Linked DNA regions of Sus scrofa: region 1 is linked to region 2. A link is a contact called in public Hi-C data. All regions are on one chromosome and are shown on one strand. Each heading gives the region's core, a stretch centred on a gene start, on an enhancer-like site or on the middle of the called end of the contact. The rest is flanking DNA. Distances are from core to core; before and after follow the strand shown. Region 1 holds the start of BARD1 (BRCA1-associated RING domain protein 1). Region 2 overlaps VWC2L (von Willebrand factor C domain-containing protein 2-like).

The links. A called contact is a pair of places that touch in the nucleus more often than the background predicts.
Region 1: a contact with region 2 is called in a Hi-C map of heart right ventricle, with 2.1 times the contacts expected there. The contact joins the promoter of BARD1 here to the enhancer-like site in region 2. A contact is called at or near these places in 3 of 47 Hi-C or Micro-C datasets (embryonic fibroblasts, fetal heart ventricle and heart right ventricle) and 1 of 2 datasets of contacts at active chromatin or transcription factors (skeletal muscle).

What each region holds. Positions count from the first base shown.
Region 1 is chr15:117,132,412-117,137,330 of Sscrofa11.1, reverse strand. It overlaps BARD1 (BRCA1-associated RING domain protein 1), which reads left to right and starts at 1,442. Exons shown (of 11, transcript XM_021075146.1): 1 at 1,442-1,739. The coding sequence starts at 1,597.
Region 2 is chr15:116,846,612-116,851,446 of Sscrofa11.1, reverse strand. The region is part of intron 2 of VWC2L (von Willebrand factor C domain-containing protein 2-like); the gene reads right to left. Among named protein-coding and RNA genes, the nearest start is that of VWC2L, 84 kb to the right of the region's middle. Within about 2 kb of position 3,281, at least 3 of the 83 cell types and tissues checked have an H3K27ac peak or open chromatin away from gene starts, as enhancers often do.

The sequences.
Region 1 (4,919 bases), core at 193-2,692, 290 kb before region 2:
AAATATTGGTGACAGTTTATGGTAAGTAAAGCATTTGTAGTATTGATCATCTTCATATTAATTTTGAGTACTTAATGCAGGTGATTTTACACATATCTCATTTAATAATTCCACAGATCTACAGGATAAACACTATTATCCCCGTTTTGCAGATAAGGAAATAAATGCTCAGAGAACTTAAGACTTGATTTAAACTACATAATTATTTAGTGAAGGAAGTGGGATTAGAGTAGGACTGCTTGACTTCTGAAATCTCCAGCTAACTCCATTAAATACCAAAGCATCTCTCCAAGTTCATCTAAGTTTTCTAGAGTTTGAGTTCTCTGCAAAGAGTAAGCAATGCCTGAACATGGTTAAAAATCAAGGATTAACATTTTGGCTACCTCTGAGTTTAAATATATGTATATTTATACACATATATATATTTATACATATTTGGTTAGTTTCCCATGCTATCATAATAGGTCTGTTAAAATACCCTATTATGGAATTCCCGTCGTGGCGCAGTGGTTAACGAATCCGACTAGGAACCATAAGGTTGCAGGTTCGATCCCTGGCCTTGCTCAGTGGGTTAAGGATCTGGCATTGCTGTGAGCTGTGGTGTAGGTTGCAGACGCGGCTCAGATCCCACGTTGCTGTGGCTCTGGCGTAGGCCGGTTGCCACAGCTCGGATTAGACCCCTAGCCTGGGAATCTCCATATGTCTCCAGAGCGACCCTAGAAAAGGCAAAAAGACAAAAGAAACAAAACAACAACAACAAAACCCCTATCATATCTTTAGTAATAGTTCCGCTTCTATTGGCCATGTGTTTATGTGGAAATGTTTTCGATAGCTGTAGTGTAGCTTAAGGATTGGAGGGAATTGAGTTGACACCGGGATACCAGTTAGAAAGCTATGGGAACAACCCAGGTCAAAATCAGGTAAGTGGACCTGTTCAGAGTTCAGAGAAGTAGGGAGACTTGAGAGTAAGTTGGGATAAAAATGCAAGGATTGACAGTGAATTGGCTGAAGAAGGTGAAGGGGCGTGTATTAGGTTTTATCTGTGTATATGGAGGTCAGTGAAAAGCCTGGGTTGGGAGTAGAAAGTTACTTCTTAGGAGTTAAGAATGGCATCTTCGGTGTCACGAGCAAAGCTTTTCCAACCTCAACAGTAGTCGAAACAGGACTTCTTTTAGAAAACGCTCAACTAACTTTCTCGGTTTGTGATTTTCCTTTGATTAAATTCGGCTAAGAGTCTCTCAAATCCTTGCTCTAGGAAAGCAAAGACTGACCCAAGCGCTCGCTTTTCTCCCTCCCGGAAAAGGCTCCGGCCCCGCCCCCCTTCAAGCCGACAGCAGGGGCCCTACGGCGGCCCCGCCCCGCCCCGCCCCGCCCCGCCCGAGGCCCCGCCCCACCCGGGCCCGCGCGCCGGCACTTTTGGCGCGTTTCGGCCCTGCCCCCCTACTCCGCGCGCCCCGCCCCCTAGGCGTCCCGCCGGCAGAAACGCGGGAACTGTCGGGCCCTGGGGTGGGGTCGCCCGCTTGCGGAGTCTCGGTGATTGCTAGAGTCAGCCCTGCCTTCGGCTTTCCAAGGAGCCTTTCCCCCTAGGGCGGGGCGATGCCGGGGAACCGGCTGCCGAGGGTCCGCTCCGGGAACGAGCCTCATCCCGCGCCCTCCATGGAGCCGGCGGGTCGCGGGGCCTGGGCCCACAGCCGCGCCGCGCTCGCCCGGCTGGAGAAGCTGCTGCGCTGCTCGCGTTGGTAAAGACCGACCCTCTAGGGGGCTGCCGGGAGGGCCGCGGCGGGGCTGGGGTTGTCTCCGTCTTGGTGGGGGGGTGCGGGGATCTTTTCAAACTCCGGTTTGTTCCGTTCACTCTCGTCCCGCAGTTGGGCTGGCGAGCAGAATAAGTATCTGCCCAGGGGAATGATTTTGGTTATCCCCATTCTGGGCCCCATTCACATTCTTTCTGGGTGGCTTTCTAGCCTTTTTTTGCACCAAACTCAGCAAACACGGTAGTTTTTGAACTTTAGCGCGCTTACGAATCATTCAGAGGTGTGGCTAAAAATCGGATCCCTGATCCCACCTCCAGAGTAGGCTGGAAGGCTCTTCTGTGTAGGGCTGAGGCATCTGCAGGCTCACAGGGCCCTTGATTCTTGTGATCACGGTAATTCCAGAATGTTAGGCCGAGGGCTGTTAAGGGTGAGGAGGCCCAATAAATTTGAAGCAGCTGTCACTCTTTGCCGAACTAGCCCCTTTGACCTTTTCCTCTGTCGCAGCCGCATTTGGGGAGGGGGGAGAGTGTGCGGGGGGGACCCTTGTTGGGGGTAGATTGATGATAGCAATGTGATAGACACCAACAATTTCTCATTCAATTTCACATTCTCTTGATTTGATTGAAGACCGTATGGCTTGGAGTTCCAACTCTTAGAGATGCTATATTATTTTTTGCTTGTTTCCCTTCATGCTGTTACACCATGGGAATCCTTTCAGTTCATGGTTTTCATTCCATCTGAAGATATCATTTTCGTGACTGGTATGCCTTGCTTCTCCTCCTGTAGCTCTTTCTAGTATAGAAATCAAGAAGGTTTATAAAACCCAAGAAGGGCTCATCTCACTTTTCATTTCTTCCAAGAGCATTTATTGAGCACCTGCTGTGTGCCCAGCTCAGTATTTCTGCATCGGTACCACTCTGGCAGGTTTCCTTTCTGCTTGTAGCTGTTCTATCATATTTCTTTTTTTGGACTTTCTTTTGATCCCATCCCTCCACTCCCCCCACCCCATTTCTGACTTACAGAACTTAAACATAAAGCATAAGTAAACATAGCTTTTTCTTTAAAAATGAAAAGGACTTAACACAGAGTTTTGTGCTTATATTTTATGTTACAAAAACTTTAAAACCTGTGACAAAATGTCATCATTACACTCCTTAGAAAAACGGCACTTGTGCGTGAAGTTATTCTGAGTTGTGTTTTCCCATTGCATAGGGGTCATCCACTTGAGAATAAGAAATTTAAAACTGGCTCTGCTAGTTACTGTAATCACACCTTAATAGTTAAGCACATTTCTGCATGGGAGGCACTAGGACAGCAGCAGGATGCTTGGTCTAGACTCTAAGAGTCAGACTGCCTGGGGTCAGGTTCCAGCTTTTGACACTGTTGAATGGACCCAGTCATTCATCCTATCTGTGCCTCAGTTTCCTTATCTGAGTGATAATAGTGCTCAGTTCATCCTCCTGTGAAGTTTCATTAATAATTAAAAAAAATTATTGAATCCCTATTCTAGGCATTGGAGATTCATTAGTAAACAAAGCAGATAAAAAATGTCAGCCCTTTTGAAACTAACATTCAGTGGGAGAGAAGAAACTAAATGAAATCATACATGTAAAGTGTTCAGTGTAGTGATTGTCCTAGAATAAATGATTAATTACAGGGGTCTTATAAAAATACAAAAATGGAAATCTGCTTGCTGAATGGTTTGGGGGAGACAAAAGAGATAATCTATAGAAATAATCTAGGTTGTCTGGAAATCTAATAAATCCAGTTTAACTTTTATCGCTTACCAGTATTTTTCCAGTTTTCTACTGAAGTGAGCAGACAATAAGAGCCAAAGAACTGAAAGTAGGCATCAGTAACTAGGTTCAGACTTTTCATACACCTCATCCTGTTGGCTGGTTAATGATGTTGAACTCCAGTGATTTTTTTTTTTTTCTTTAATGAGTATGTTAACCACTGATTAAATCTCAGCTGTTTCTTTGGTTGCACATTTTAACATAGGGCTCTGCAAACTTTTTTTCTTAAGGGTTGAATGGTAAATATTTTAAGCTTTGCTGCTTGCAAACGGTGTCCTTGTTTTTTGTTTTTTTTTTGTTTTTTTTTTAAAACAACCCTTAAAATGTAAAAATAATTCTTGGCTCAAGGGATATACAAAAACAGTCAACTGGCTTGATTTGGTGCATAGTCAGTAGTTTGCCCAACTGTTTTAACAGGTACAATGTCTTAAGGTTAAAAACCCTTTTTTTGGTGTAACATTTTACATCACATGGGGTTTAGTATTTAGAAACGATTAATGTTCCTCTCCCTGCCACTGTATATTTGCCATTGTCTGTAGTGAGTAAAGCTTGACTAGTTGATTTTTACCCATGGGGGAAAAACCCTGTTCTTTCTGCCTGTGCTTTGCCTAATAGCTGCCTGACATCATTGCTCGATGGTCTGCTTTGAATGTTGCTACCCATCATTTAGAGAAACATTATATTATTTGAAATTGTGTGTCAGTATGTCCTTTTTCCAGAGCTCCAAAGTTTTACCCAGTGGGCTAGCGATTACCCCAATTACCCTCACATTCAGCTTGCATCTGTCATTCATCTTGTGCTCCCAGCTGTCACCTGTCCTGTGTAGCACATTGGATTTGTTTTGCAGCAAGCATCACTTGTGGGTGAGGGTGGATTGGCTCCATTAAGGACATCCTTTCTTGACCTTTAACATAAGTGTGACTCCAAGGTGAAGCTGATGAAATTGTTCCACAGGGCAGATGTGACATTCGTTTTAGGTCCAAGCCTCCCAACAAGATAGAAGCTATTTAAAGATTTGGAAAAATGAGACAGGAAGACCATATCTTTTGAGAGGCTTACAGAAAGCCTGCGAATAATGTGTTTCTAAAGGAAGCAGGAAGTAGGAGCTGGAATTAAAAGCTCGGGTGTCTTATGACGCTATTTTGTGAATTAAGATAATGAAGTACCTCTTAATATATTTTGGGGGTGGGGGCTTTGGCTTTTACTGCAGTTGTGGTTCAGAGTTCTAATGACTTAATTGAAGTATAGTTTGACTTACAGTCTTAAGTTAGTTTCTGGTGTTCGGGAAAGTTATTGAATTATCCATGTATTCATACTCTTTCATATTCCTTTCCATTTGGTTTATTATAGGACATTGAATATAGTTCTCTGT
Region 2 (4,835 bases), core at 2,032-4,531:
TACGCCAGAGCCACAGCAACGCAGGATCCGAGCCGCGTCTGCAACCTACACCACAGCTCACGGCAACGCCGGATCGTTAACCCACTGAGCAAGGGTGGGGACTGAACCCGCAACCTCATGGTTCCTAGTCGGGTTCGTTAACCACTGCGCCACGACGGGAACTCCGACATTTTTAATACTAATACAGGAGTTGAGGGTTATTTTCTTTTTCTAAATTGAAATTTATTTGATATACACTATTATATGTTATAGGTATGCCATATAGGGATTCACAATATAGTAAAGGTTATGTTCCATTTATAGTTATTATAAAATATTGGTTATATTCCCTGTATTGTACAGTATATCCTTGTAGCTTATTTTAAACCTAACAGTTATTCCCTACCTTGATGTTACCCCTCCACCTTTTCCTCTCCCCAGCAGTAAATACTAGTTTGTTCTTTATATCTGAGTCTTTTTTATTTTTGCTAGTTTGTTGTATTTTTTAAAATTTTCACATGTAAATGATGTCATAGAAGTATTTATCCTTTTCTGTCTGACTTATTTCATTTAGCATAATGCCCTCCAAGTCCATCCATGTTGCTGCAAATGACAAAATTTCATTCTTTTTTATGGCTGAGTAGTATTTCTTTGCATATGTATACTACATCTTATTTATCCATTTATCTATAAATGGACACTTAGGTTGCTTCCAAATTTTGGCAATTGTAAATATTTCTGCTAGGAACATTGGGGTGCATGTATTAGTGTTTCAAATTAGTGCTCTTGTTTTGTTTTCTGTTTTGTTTTTTTCCAGATATATATCCAAGAATGAAATTGCTGTGTCATATGGTAGTTCTATTTTTGGTTTTTTGAGACACTTCTGTACTGTTTTCCATAGTGACCACACTAGTTGACATTCCCACCAACCATGTAGGAGGTTTCCCTTTTCTCCACATCTTAGCCAACATTTGTTTTTGTGTTCTTTTTGATGATTTCCTTTCTGACAGGTGTGAAATGATATCTCCTTGTAGTTTTGATTTGAATTTCCCTGATGTTTAGTGATGTTGAGCATCTTTTCATGTGCCTGTTGGCCATCTGTATTTCCTCTTTGGAAAATGCCTCTTCAGATTTTCTGCCCATTTTTTAATCAGCCTCTTTGTTTTATTTTGTTTTGTTTTGTTGGATGCACTGTTTATATGTGTTGGATGTGAACTCCTTATTGGTCACAGCATTTGCAAATATTTTCTCCCATTCAGTAGGTTGTCTTTTTGATTTGTCAGTGGTTTCCTTTGTTGTACAAAAGCATTTTAATTGGTTCCCATTTGTTTATTTTTGCCTTTTTTTTTTTTTTTTTTTTTTTTTTGGCTGCATCTGTGGCAGCATATGAAAGTTTCCGGCCAGAGATCAGATCTAAGCTGCAGCTGCAAGCTATACCATGCTGAGGCAATGCTGGATCCTTAACTCACTGTACTACAGAAGGAACCCTTGTTTAGTTTTGTTTTTATTTCCTTTGTATTAGGAAACAGATTTAAAAAAAAATGCTATGATATATGTCAGAATGTTCTGCCTATGTTTTTCCTCTAGGAGTTTTGTGGTATCTGGCCTTATATTTAGGACTTTGGCTCATTTTGAGTTTGTTTTTATATTTGGTATTAGAGAATATTCTAATTTCATTCTTTTATATGTAGCTATCCATTTTCCCAGCACCACTTATTGAAGAGACTGTCTTTTCTCCATCGTATATTCTTGCTGAGGGTTATTTAATTTGATTTATATTTCTTTGGTTACTAGTAAAATTGATCTGCTTTATGTTTATTAGCTATCAATATTCTTTGTATGTGATTCTGTTCATGCCCCTTGCTTGCCTTTATTGATATTTTTGTATTATCTTACAGATTTGTATAAGCTTTTCAGATGTTAAGCACATACATCTTTAATTTATCATACTTGTTACAAATGATTTCTATTTTTTGGCCAAATGTAAATGATTATATATCATTTAAAGTGGGAGGATAAATTTATGCATGTCCATAGAAAATAGTCTTGTGAAAGACTAAAGGTGGAAGCATGAGGTAATATTTTCCAAATTGTTTATTAAGTTGCCCTTCATGAGACCTTATTGTTGTTATTAGAATTAATGATATGTATAATATTTCCATATATATTATTAAGCAGTGGAGTCAGATTGCTCGATATGAAAATAAGTCATCTTCTTTTCAGCACCTCTTGCTATTCTCTATCTCCCCTCACCACTATCACTAAGAAATTTGAAAATTTAAAATAACCTCCAAAACATAAGATTACAGCTCAGAAATTTTATCATTTTAAACAACCTTACTAGAATATGGGTATATACCTTTTTCTGCCTTCCTTCTCCCTTCATTCTTACGCTATTTTTTACAAAAAATTAGTGATTGGGAATGTCACTGAATTTAATACAGTGACAGAACATGGTCTCAAAAAATGATAGTTTTTTAGGACAGTTAAGATTTTCTCATTGACGGTTTCTATTGTGACTCACAATGCTAATTAATTTCTTAATTCATTAGAAACATAACCAAAGAAAAGGCTTTGAAAACACTGTGCTTTGTGTAGATGTCTTTTAATTACGGCTAATTAAATACTATGGAAGGACCTGATTATACCTTTGAGTATTTCTTAGTCTGAAAAAAGAAAAAGACTTGTAGTCATGAATACATTGAACAAAAGCTGCATTCAACATCTCTTTATAACAAACAAAAACTTCAAAAAAAGGAACAAATTATAGAGTAGCACTGGGGGAGTATTCTCTAAATATGTGTGCAGATTCTCTGTGGAGGCTTATGCACTACTGTTTGTTTTGGTTATTAGGCAGAATCTCAAGTAAACCCAAGTAGAAATCACATTGATTCTGAAAATGAAGAGCATTGCCAGTGGGTAAACAGTTTCAGGGCAAACCGAAGCAATACTCCCTGGAGTTAGGAACGGATTTTTCCAGATGGTCACTGTGCATATGGCTGGAGTACTGTGGTAGCTGAAATAGGAAATGAGAACATGATTCTTGCCAATTAAATCAACACTGTCCTTGAGAAAAGAAAATTCACAGAACATAGCTGGGGGGGTGGTGGGGGTTGACAAGAAATAGCATTCAAGTCCATCAAGACATCTTTAATTTCACTAATTATAATATCTTTAAAAATGTTCAGACCAGTCAAATCTATTTTAGGATTTTAGGCGAGCAAGGCGATGAGCTCAAGGATGCACTAGAAATTCAGAGCTTGAAACTGGACTTGTCTATCTTTCATTCTGGAACATTGGGTGAGTTACTTAATCTCTCTCTGATTGTCTCCTCCTGTGTAAAGTAGGAATCACATCCCCAGGCTGCCCAACAGGCTTGTTGTAAAGATAAAACAATAAATGTCATGAGGCACTTGGTAATCATGAAACACTGGATTGTATTTTCCAGGACTTGGAGGGAATAACCAGTAACTCCAGTTCATGCTGTGTCTCACATCATGGTCTCTCTTAGGGAAGATGTTGCTATTTATAATGGGGTAAGACTTCTAGCTTTGTTCAGGCCCTTCCCCCTGATGAATTCTTCGGTGGTTACTCAATTCTTAATTAAAGAATAATTTACTGGCCTGTGTATAATCAGCTTGGCTGGAAGCTGACTTTTGCGAGCAATCTAGTTGACTTAATAAATTTCAGGTCCCTAAAACATGAGCTACATGGGCTGCTGTTACACATGATATCACAAGTGAGCAATCAGATGGAGACCCTAAATACTTCTTTGAGGAAAGCAACCCATTCTTGCAGGACCTTTGTTACATCCAAGGAGTGCAAGGGTCACAGGTGGCTAGTTGGCACACCAGTCATTTCAACCCAATTATCTCTTCTTTTTTTCTTTGCCTCATGTATCTTAATTTCACCCTTCTTTAAGAGAATCATCTAAAGCTATTTAAAATTAACAACAAAGAATCTTTCTGTCTTCTTATTTGAAATGTATGTTTTTTTTCTCTTTAGTTTTTGCTTAGTGTTTCAATCATCTAGCCAACTGATCCCATTTGTACAGAGACCCACCAACAATTTGTATAATCTATTGGAATCTCAGCTGTTTTCAAGGATAATCTGATATATCTCTCTTGCCAGTGTACAATTTAAGTGGTTTTCTTGTAGTCAATACATTGTACTCTTGTTTTTTTTTTTTTTTTTTTTTTTTAAGGATAATATACCTACAGATAGAATTTTAAGGGACTGCCAGGTAGCTGCTAATCATGGAGCCAATAGCGTAATACTTACCATATGTAAATGGTAAAAACAAGTCACTTGGGGGAGAAGTTATAACAAATAGAAACATAATCGTACCTTATTTGTCCCATCCTTCAGCTCTGTTCCTTAGGGATAAAAACTTTCATCATTTCTAGCTCTTCTTCTTTAGTAATCCTCTAATTCAATGTGTAGGAGAGTTATCTAAATTGCTCATTAAGAATGCAGATTCTTAAGATTTATTCTAGCCTTGCTTAGCAGGTCTGCTGCTATTGTGTCTGAAAATCCATAAAAGAAAGATCACAGGAAATTCTAATACCTTCTAAATTTCGAGAATGATTAGCCTAATAAATCTTGGGCCACATTATGACTTTCATGAGCTCTAGGCATTTTTGCCTTCATGGTTCTCTTCCTCCATAAAAAAATACTTAAAATTGTATTTTATTACTGCATTAGTATATGTATGAATATATTAATGTTACATATTAAAATTTTTTTCTTCAGCCTGACTTAATTTCATTGTCCAATTGGAAAAAAATAATAAAATATTTTCATTGGCCCTTGAAATTATTGTGGGCACTAGGCAGTGTTCCTCCTACTTCTCCTAC